2 separate regions of the Danio rerio genome follow, and region 2 is linked to region 1. Evidence: chromatin contacts called from public Micro-C data. All regions are on one chromosome and are shown on one strand. Each heading gives the region's core, a stretch centred on a gene start, on an enhancer-like site or on the middle of the called end of the contact. The rest is flanking DNA. Distances are from core to core; before and after follow the strand shown. Region 1 overlaps plxnb1a (plexin b1a). Region 2 holds the start of plxnb1a (plexin b1a).

Evidence for each region. Hi-C and Micro-C count contacts between places; a contact is called where the count stands out from the background.
Region 2: a Micro-C map of caudal fin shows a contact between it and region 1, with 10 times the contacts expected there. The contact joins the promoter of plxnb1a here to the enhancer-like site in region 1. A contact is called at or near these places in 3 of 18 Hi-C or Micro-C datasets (caudal fin, embryo and an unstated tissue) and 1 of 4 datasets of contacts at active chromatin or transcription factors (caudal fin).

The regions. Positions count from the first base shown.
Region 1 is chr23:10,102,305-10,107,921 of GRCz12tu, forward strand. plxnb1a (plexin b1a) reads right to left here. Exons shown (of 37, transcript XR_012399007.1): 17 at 5,375-5,511; 18 at 3,368-3,547. Among named protein-coding and RNA genes, the nearest start is that of si:ch211-220i18.4, 44 kb to the left of the region's middle. Within about 2 kb of position 3,462, at least 3 of the 62 cell types and tissues checked have an H3K27ac peak or open chromatin away from gene starts, as enhancers often do.
Region 2 is chr23:10,257,388-10,263,254 of GRCz12tu, forward strand. It overlaps plxnb1a (plexin b1a), which reads right to left and starts at 2,547. Exons shown (of 37, transcript XR_012399007.1): 1 at 2,263-2,547.

The DNA.
Region 1 (5,617 bases), core at 2,212-4,711:
CCAGATGTCCTGGGGCCCTAAGCGGCCGCTTACCTTGCTTATAGGTAAATCTGTCCTTAATTCTATACTGTACATTTTATGGAACAGTATGGTTTATGGTCTAAATATCAATAAATAATACACTAAAAATACTATTAAAATATATATTTTTAATTAAAGATGATTGTTTTAATCATTATAATAATAAAATAATATAATAATAACAGTTTAATAATAGTTACTATTTTAGTAAAAATAATAGTAAATCTCAAAACTACAGACTATGGAATACAGAATAAATATATTTATGTGCTATATACTGAAACAATATTGTGAATGTGACTAGTATATTGTATTGCCCAAATCTACATAACACAACACATTGGGCACCGATTTGACATTTTATGTATTCTATACTGTACATCCTTGACAAATCTTGATTTCTTATTTAAAAAAAACTTAAATACATAATGCAATGAAAATTACACAAACATTTTTTTTATTAAATATGAAAAAAAGTTCTTAGTTGGAGTTGTAAAAATACTTGTGATATGCTCCAGCATTACAATAACTTCCTTTATTAATTATATGTAAATATCTTCCAAAATAACGGAAAAAAATAAAATAAATAAAAGATGAATAAATAAATAAATAAATAAATAAATAAATAAATAAATAAATAAATAAATTAATTAATTAATTAATAATAAATAAATAAATAAATAAATAAATAAATAAATTAATTAATTAATTAATTAATACATTAATTAATTAATTAATATTATTAATAATAATATTAATAATTAATTAATAAATACACATTGTTGAATTGCACACTAAAAGTAATCAGGTACAGTTGAAGTCAGAATTATCAGCCCCCCTAAATTTATTATTTTTTCTTTCTTTTTTTAAATATTTCCAAAATTATGTTTAACAGAGCAAGTAAATTTCCACAGTATGTCTGATAATACTTTTTCTTCTGGAGAAAGTCTTATTTCTTAACAGTTATTTTCACACACGCTCCATTCAATATAAACCTGTTTGCTTCATTTACACACTGCTGTAATCAATCTTAAACATTTGTATCATTTTTAACTGACCAATACCGATATAATCAGGGTTTAAGAGATATTGCAATTAAGTACATGTACATTGTGTATACACCAAACAATGATATACTGATAGCTAAATATTGCCCTATCCTAACAAACCATACAACAATGTATACAGTATCCAATTTATTCAGCTTTCTGGTAATGTAAATATTTCAATATAAAAAAATTCCATTCCCTGTCTCCTGTTTACCAATCTTCCTCACTTTCAAGCTTCCTCTTCCATACCGCAATATTGGCTTATTTATTGAAGATTAATATTTATAGCTCATGTAAAACATATTTCTTAAAGACAACTATTTATTGCTATACTACTGTAAACATGTTTATTGAAGACTAATAATTTATACCTGTTGCTTTCTTTACTGTGGTTCCAGCTGATTGGTGTGTCTACAACTTTGCAGCAGTGTGTGTGCACACCTGATGGCTCTGTTTAACCTTTGGTTTGTGTGTGTTCATTTGAAGGCCTTTGCTTTAAAATTGCAAGGAAATTCCATTATGAAAAATTTCTGTGTCAAAAGCATCCAAGTGTTTAGTGATTTGCATATCACTGTGTGTAATGTTTTGCAAAAAGTGTGAAGCTGACAATGTGCTTACAGTTGTGCAGATCTAGCTCTGTGTTTTGCTCCTTAAGTGTACGGTTTTGCTAATTGTGGGAAAAGTTGAATTTTAGTGTGCTAGCAATCATGAAAAAACTGTCGTTTCAGCAGTTTTTAATTTTTAAACAACATTTTAAGGTCAATATTATTAGCCCCTTTAAGCTATATATTTTTTCAATAGTCTACAGAACAAACCAACAATAATTTCAATAGTTTGCCTAATTTCTCTAACCTGCCTACTTACAGTATTTCTCGATTGCTTGGATGCAGTTGTCAACTGAAACTCCACATTTTCAAAACAGTTAACACACAGGCCTAAACAGCAGCACTCATGGTCAAAATGACACATTTTGCTTGCAAAAGGCACATATCGTGTCAAAACCTTTACAATATGCAACAAAAGCTAGTTTTACCTTCAAACAACACAACTTGCAAACAGGTATATGAGCTCTTTCAATTAATCATTACACAACGGACAACAAAATACAAAATACAGAAGTCAGTGCACCACCATTGCTTGTCATTGTAGCCTATTGCCAATGCCATTTGTTGTCTTTCTATTTGTGCTGTCAAATTTGCCTTTTTGCAAAGAATTGAATCCAGAATAAGAAATGCTTTGATTACATTTATATTGAATTAACGACAATTGAAAACTGAAATACTGTAAAAACAGACAAAAGTAATAAAATACTGTAAATATTAGAGAAAACACATGTAAACCAATATACAGTCAAATTTATTAGGAGTAAAGGACATAGCCACTATTGACCTCCTCCATCCATGCTGGCACAGAACAACACAGACCTTCTACCGTTTTATAAGGTTTGCAGACTGATTGCTTATTGAAGATTTGTGTGAAGGAGTGTCAAACCGGTGCTTCAGTGAATTCATATTGATGTTGGTAGTTTCTAATGGTTAGAAATAGATGGTTTCTGTTTGGTTACCATAACTAAAACAATGGAGTTTGGACTGCTTGAATGACATCTGTGTTAACTGTTTTGAAAAATGGTGGGGAAAATGTGCCAACCCAATGAGAAAGCGTTTACACATTTGCAAGACCAGTCTTTTGCTCTGCTGGGATAGTGAAAATGAAAATGAATTGGAACCTAGTTTCTTTAACCAGGTCAAAGCAAACAAGAAAAACTGTAACCTAATTAACCTAGTTTAGCCTTTAAATGTCACTTTAAGCTTTATAAAAGTGTCTTGAAAAATATCTAGTCAAATATTATTTACTGTCATCATGGCAAAGATAAAATAAATCAGTTATTAGATATGAGTTATTAAAACTATTCTGTTTATAAATTAAGGAAAAAGGAAAAAATAAACAGGGGGCTTAATAATTCTGACCTCAACTGTATTCTCTCATCCCATTTACCAAATGACTCATTTGTAAAGCACAATGTCTCATTAATACACTAATAAGACACAATTGTGACTAAACAAGACACGTTTGCTTTTTGTTGGAATGTACGTTTTTCAGAGATAAATATTTGTAATATTTATATATGATTATTATCGATGTATTGCATATTAAACAACATATCAGCATTATATTTTTCACACCACTGGCAAAGTCTTTGTTTATAATTTGAAAAATAAATCAAAACCTTCTTAAATTCGCTAACAAGCAATTTGTGAAATAATATGTAAAAAAAATGAAGCTAAATAAAGTCTTACCTGATGAAGCTTTTGGAGGGTGCAGCATGGGTAACATTGGGGTCTGGGGTGTAATGATAGTGGGTCTCCTTTAGATGGCGCTCAGCTCTACCAAACCGCACAGTAACGCCGCTCTCTCCAGTCCTGTTGCTGCCTCCGGTCACACATTCAACACGTTCATTGCTAAACTGCTCCGGTAAACTGACAACACACACCATATTACTGTTAATACATACAGTGTTTATTAGTACATATTACTGTTACAGATCATATGAAGAGTTTAGATGCAAAAACCTCCTTTGTTTAGTAAATCCACATTTTTGACAAAAAATACGTTGTTTGCATTGCCTTTGAAGTCAAATAACAGAACATAATCAAAAATGCTTATTTCAGATGATTTCAGACAGCACTTAGAGGTTTTTGCATCTGAACTCTTCATATTAACTGTCATCCAGCTAATCCAGGGGTGGGGAACGTCCAGCCTCCGGGCCATATGCGGCCCGTGACACAATTTGATCTGGCCCATCAGTCAATTCATAATCACCCATCAGGAAAGAATTAAAAATTAAGTGTCTATGACAGAAAGTGACAGTAAATAAAAATATTTTTAAATAAATAAATAAAATTGAAATATAATATAGATATTATATACTAATATTAAATCCATATATCCCAATGCCAGAGTTACAACTGGCGTGAACGTGCAATATGCATAATAATCATGGCTCCAGGCAAAAAAACTAGATGCAGAATGTCACATATTTCTTAAAAATGTTTTTTTTTTTTTTTTTTTTTTTAATCAAAAGCAAGCTGGTGTGCCTAGTCTGTGAGAATGAGCTTGCAGTGATGAAAAAAGTTGTCATTACAACTCAAAGCATGCTAAACTCAAAGAGCTGCAAGGAAAAAAATGCACTTGAATAAAGTTCTACACTTTTTGGTGTAGTTTGGGTGCCTAACAAGCAGCTTTCGCAAAAACAGCATTTTGAAAAAGAGAAAGTTTTGCGTTAAGTGAGCCAATAGCTAAAGAACTCAGACCTCATTCAGAAGAAGAGCTCATGTAAGAGTGTATTATTGCCACTGTAGAGTAGCGATAGAAAAGTAAATAATTTTCAGAGTGTAAGTTTATCTTGAAGAACTGTCTCAGAACAAATAACTGATGTGGAAAACATTAAAACAACACTTATGACACTGGAAAAAATTCCAGTTTTTCTTTCTAGCCTGTGATGAAACAAAGGACATCACGAACACCGCCCAACTAGCCATCATCTGTCCAAACGACAGAGGAATTGCTGTCTTTACAAGCCATGAGCAGCACTACCAAAGGTGAGGATATGTTTGAGCAAGTTGTTTTGGCAATGAACAAATTTGGATTATCGTTTAAAAAGTGGCCTTGCCAAAGTGAAGTAGTTCCAACCATCGCAGTGGAGAGGGTAGTGATATATACAGCATGTTGAATAATGTAGAGTGGACCCTAAATGATTTACAAAAATGTAAATGACCCTTGATAGAAAAAAGGTTCCCTGCCAATGAGCTATTTAATCATACCACATGTTAACACCAGTACACCCTGTGAAACTTAAAGGGACAGTTCACTCTTAAATATGAAAAAAAAATATTCTGTTTATTTGCCTTTAAGTGGTTACAAACCTTAATAAGCTTCTTTCTTCCGTTGAACACAAAAGAAGATATTTTGAAGAATGTTGGAGTCCACTGACAACCATAGTAGCGGAAAAAATAGTACGGAAGTGGATATAGGTTTGCAACATTCTTCAAATTCTCTTCTTTTGTCTTTGCAGAAGAAACAAAAAGGTAAAATGTTCATTTTTGTGTGAACTATCACTTTAAGGAGTAAATGCAGCTTCTGAACTGACATTTTAAAGACACTGCTCACCATTTTCATTTAGTTTTTTTACCAGAAGGATGATGAATTATTTCTGACATAAAGAGCTGAGATGATACCGGTTAATAATGTATGACATCATGATGAAATCCTGAAATTTGATTGGACGAGGCTGCACACACACTTACATGTGACAGGGGACTCCGCCAATCAGGATGCTGATCTCACTGGAGCGGCCCGTCAGAAGGTTTTGTCCCGTTATAGTGAGTGACGTGCCACCTGACATTGGGCCTTTCAGGGGAGACACTGCCAATAATACTGGGTTCTTGAGGAAAACACACACACATACCACACATCAGAAAACACTGGTTTATACATGCCAGCTGTTATATCAATGATCTCATCCTATTGAAGCCCCTAAATAACTTATT
Region 2 (5,867 bases), core at 1,297-3,796, 150 kb after region 1:
TGTGACCTAAAAATTCTTTCCAAGTATAACAAAGTATATTGGAAGATATGTTGCAATGTCAGATTTTTCCAATATCGTGCAGCCCTATTATAAAGCTATTTAACTTCTTGAAGGTGAGTAAATTTTCATTTTTGGGTGACGTATCTCTTTAATCTCTGCTTACTGTTATTTAAAGTTCCCGTACACAATCTAAGCTTATTTCATTATGAAGACATTAGAGTCATAACACTTCAACAAACATGAGGTCGCTTTGTGTGTTTTTAGCTGATGCATGAAACATGAACCAGATCACAAATATGTCAAGCTCAGTATATTGTGGTTAAAAAGAAGCTCTGCTGCCAAAATAAAACACAACACAGTCGAAAAATCCACCATGAGGCAACAGATGCTGGGAGGCAGATTGATGACCTTCTAAAATACATGCTCATTAAAAATGCTTGTAATTCACACCTTCCTCTCTGAGCACCATTTAACCAAGCTACAACCATTTTTTATGCTTATAAACTAAGGTCTCCTCCATCTCGCTGGAAACGTGTGAAACAGAATGATAATCGTGGTGTTATTTTGACTTCATACAAACCAAACTGGTATAATTTTGGTCAAAATAAAACATATTGTAAAAAGCAGATCTAACATTTCAGTATGAGAGTATTATCTTTTTGTTTAGTGACCTCCACAGGCCTGGATGTATGCCATTTTACTAACAGCTGGCGGCTGACATGGAACCGGTTTATCTTCTTTTGCTTTATTTGATGCTTTGTCATTTTAAATCTGAAAGACCCAAATTATGTAAACAAATTATTGGTAATAAACCTTACAATGACCTAGCTTTATGTTAAGGTTGCATTAGGTAATCCCAGCATGCACACAACATCATAAGACGTTAACATTAGGTTAGATATAGGTCGTGACGTCAGATGACCAAAATTCAATGTCTAGCCAGCGTCTAAGGACGACGTTATTTTGACGTCCAATAACGACATCAAACGACATTGATATTTGGTTGACTTTAGGTTGACCAAAATACATCTTTAACCAACGTCATATTGACGTCAGATACCGACATTTATTCGTCAGGTATGACAACCAAAACTTAGCACTTGATAGATGTTATAGTGGTGACGTCTACACAACATCAAGCTGTAACATCATTAGATGTTGATATTTGAATGATTTTAAGCATTGGACATTGACGTCGACCTGTCGTTGGGTTCTGATGTTAACCCAATTTTCATTTCTAAACAAAATGCAACATCCCCACAACGTTGGGGTACAAGGTCAATCTGACATCCTATGCCTGCTGGGATGTTAGACTAGTTAATTTATTAACTAACATATTGAACAAGATTTGTACAGCATTTATTAATTATATAGTTAAACATTTACGAACGCATTATTAAAACCCAAAGCTGTGCTTGTTAATATATGCTAATGCACTGTGAGTTAGCAAGAACTAACAATGGTTGACTTTTATACCATTGACCAACATTAACAAAGATTAATAAATACTGTAAAAATGTATGGTTAATTGTTTGTTACCATTAACTAAAAATAACTGATACAACCATTTTGTAAAGTGTTACCCTAATAATTTGGTCAAAATACAGTGTGGTTAATTCAGGAACACCACTCAGAATCACCTGGAACGAAATGTAAAAACTCGTCATATTAGGTGAAATTATGTATTACGTTATGTAATATTAAATACTTTTCTCTCATAATCTTCGTTCGCTTAGAATAAGGAGCATTAAATTTAGCCCCTCCAAACAGACTGAATGCACCTTTGTGTGCAGCTGTTCAGCAAGTTCACTGGGACGATGATGATGGGATCTACAGGTTTTGCAAACACTGAATTATAAGTATTCTGTAATCCAATACATACCGGTATAATTCAAGTTTGATAGTCCAAACAATGTCTTTCCCAACTGCAACCTCAGACACTGAATGAGCTTATCCATCTAAATAAAGCAATTCAATACAACCAGACTATAGACACAATTAACAGACCATTCTTGATTATTTTGAAAATTCTATCACAAGAAAATGTGAACATATAAGTGAAATCCACATTTAGACTAAATATAGACATTGGTTTATATTTTAAATATGTTGCCAACTTCTTTTTGTCTCAGAAATATTTAAATCCGTGTCCACTGTGTTCACAAAACAGAAGTTAACGTCCACATAAATAACAACAAGTCTTTCACCAAACAACTGAAAGTAGAGATGTTTGACAGCAAGAGTGGGCTGTTCTCTCCTTACCTGCATTTAAAGCATTGAAGTCTTCTTTGAAACAAACAAAAAAGCGCGACGCTTCGCTTCTCACAGACTGGCAGTGATTTGAGTCCTGTTAATCCACACGAGCGACGAGACTTTCAGTCCATAAACTTCACCGGGACCGCTCGTGTCCACCCGCAACACACGTGTCTATTTCCAGCCAAAGGATGATTTCTTAAACACTGAAATGATTGAAAGGGGCTCCTGGGTATTTTTAGAGGCGCAAACTCCTGGAAGCCCGTCTCTTGTCTGTCACTGGCGGCCGGGAGTGAGTGTTTCGGTGAGGAATAACGGGAGGTGAGCGTCAGTTCACAGTGGAGTTATTGTCCGCTAGTGCGACCCGGTGGCCGCTCGTGGAAAAGGGCTGGGCTTCAGACATCGCCTACCAAGTCCATACACAAGAGACTCCTCACACACACAAAAACAGCCATGTTTATTCACCCCACCAGTGATTTTCAAAGATTCTTCGCTTTTTAATAATTTAGATGCTGCTTGTCTGTCTGTTTGCTGGAAACCGAAAATAATAAAACACATTTGATTGTTAGTGCCATATAAAAATGTAAACAAAAACATATGCCTTTGTTATAAAATGTATTCACTTGATGGTTTAAGTAAAATATTTATTTTTCTTAAAACTTAATGTTTGTAATTAGTGTTTTGTTTAATAAAATGCATCATTTAATAAAAAGTGCATCATTTGTTTTGTAGCCTGTTTGTTGCTTATAAAACAGAAATTTATTTTGATTGTTCAATTCAATGTTAGATTTCTATTGTTATCATCATTTTAACAACAATGTTCAGTTTGTTTTGTAAAGCAATTTAACCAACATGTTTTGTTTGCTAGTTATATTTTGTTAAACTATTATTTTATAGTAATTTTGTGTTTAAAACATTAGATTTTCTTGTAAAACAAATGGTTGGTAAACAATGTAGTCACATATTAACAGGTTTGTTTGGTGTTTTCTGTGCTAGTTTGTTGTTAGATTATTATTTTATAGTAATTTGTTGTTTAAAAGATTAGTTTGTTTATAAAACAATGTAATAAATGCTTGGTAAACAATGTACCCTCTTTTTATTGGTTTGTTTTGCCTTTCCTTTGCTAGTTATTTGTTGTTAAATTATTATTTTATAATAATTTGGTTTTTAAAAGATTAGTTTGCTAATAAAACAATGTAAAAAAAATACTTGGTAAACAATGTAGCCTCTATAGGTTTGTTTGTTGTGTGTATTTTGTATTTTGGTAGTTAAAATAAAACATTTAAATATTAAATATGTAACCGATATTTGGTTGGTTTGGATCTTTCGATCTGTATTATTTATTTTAGATGCATTTTTATTAGCTCAAGTGTCATTGCCATTTTAAACCTGTGTAAACTAAAAGCCTCGTTCAGCTTCAGCTAATAAAGGAGGTGACAGGGTCAAAGGTCATGTTTGGGCTAACTATCAGTGCAATGATGCGTAAAACTGTGAGGTAATCCAAAAAGCGTGGGAAACAATAAATCAGTTTATTCATTTGTGAAGTACCACAATTACAGCTTATATACAACTATCCATGATTTTAAACATGACTTGTTTTTACCAGTGTGTGTGTGTGTGTGTGTGTGTGTGTGTGTGTGTGTGTGTGTGTGTGTGTTCGCTCCACAGAGCTGTGTTTTGTGTGCACCCACAGATGGAGGGTGTGTTCGGTAGGTGTTTGTTTGAGTGGGTGTGTCTGTCGCTCCGTGCGGTGGGAGTTCACAGTGTGTGTGCCAAAGAAAGAGCTCACAAACACACTGTTGAAAACACACCCAGTGGTGCCACACCTCTCATCCAGCATCACAGGGACGATCGGCCAATCCCGCAGCACCTCACAGTGGGCATCAGTCACACGCAGCCAATCTGCGGGCACCTCCTCCACACCTTCAAAGTAAACCAACATCAAGGCCTCACACTTTTCCACAAACACAGCTTATTTATTTGATCATATCTGAGCCTTTCCATTTGCTTTGAAAGTCACTGTCTGATGGTGCATGTTCGTCACCTTAGATTTATAAGGTTATATCTGACATTTTTGTCAAAATTGAGTATTTATTAAATGACAACTTATTTACATTATGGGATGTTTTTTATAAGTTGTTTACATTTTAAGACTTTTTATTTGAAAAACAAGTGTTACACACATACTGTTTGCTATGGAATGCAAAAACTTTGAAGCTCAATATCTCAAAATCATTCAGAATGCAGATAGACACTTATAATTCCAAGGTGACAATTTGTTGGACAGTTACTGTGCAAACATTAAGAGGTGATATAAAGACCCAAAGCTTAAATTGCAGTTATTTTAACACACACATACACTTGTACTAGATTTATCCAATGTACTGTGCTGACTGTATTTTCTACACCCCATCCCAATCCTACCTCTAAGCCAAACCCTCACTGGAGACAATCTGCTAAAACCTTTATTTCTGTGTGATTGATAAGCTATTTTACTCATGGGGACTGAAAAAGTGTCCCTCTAAACTCAAAATTGACTGTATTGCTAAAACCTGTGGGGACATGTGGTCATCATGACATAAGCAGGACAGAATCTGCTAAATGTTTTGCTATTTCTTGTGGTATGACTTTGGGAGTATAGTAACTAAATACATAATATTTATTCATTTATTCATTTTCATTTGGCTTAGTCTCTATTCAGAGGTCGCCACAACAGAATGACCCGCCAACTATTCCAGCATATGTTTTAGGAACCTCATGCAAACATAGGAAGAACATGCAAACTCAAAACAGAAATGCCAAGTGGTTCAGCAGGGACTTGAACCAGCAACCTTCTTGCTGTGAGGCGACAGTGCTCGCCACCCTGCCGCCCCAAAACTTAATACAGTAAATAAAACATGCAGGGGCGGATTTAGTGATTTTGGGGGCGCTAAACACTACCAGCCATGGGGCCTGAAGTTCAAAAATGTTGTACTTTTTTATTGTTATTTTGCTGTTTTTACTTATATTATTTGATTTCCTTTTCTACATTTTATCTTAATGCAAATTAATAATAACATGTAAACAGGTGTAAAGAGTACTGAAAAATCATCCTCAAGTAAAAGTGCCATTACCTGCCTAAAAATGTAGTTTAAGTAGAGTAAAAGTATCTGTTGTAAATATTACTCATGAGTAAAAAGTAGCCCTTTCAAAAGTACTCAAGAAGCTGATGCGTTTACATGTAATTTGTGGATGTGTGTAAGCGTAACATTATGTAGTGCATTTGCCCAGCAGGCACACAATGTCATAAGATGTTAATATTAGGTTAGAGTTAGGTTGTGACATCAGGAGACCAAAATTCAACATTCAGCCAGCGTCTAAAGACAACGTTATCTTAATGTTTAATAATGATGTCAAATGACATTGATATTTGGTTGATTTTAGGTTGTTAGAAAGTGACCAAAATCCAACGTCCAGCCAACATCTTAAACCAACTTATTGATGTCAAATACTGACATTTATTCATCAGGCATGGCAACTAAAATCCAATGTCTGATAGACGTCAAAGTGGTAACATCAACACAACGTCAAGCTGTAACATCATTACACATTGATATTTGGTTGATTTGAGGTTG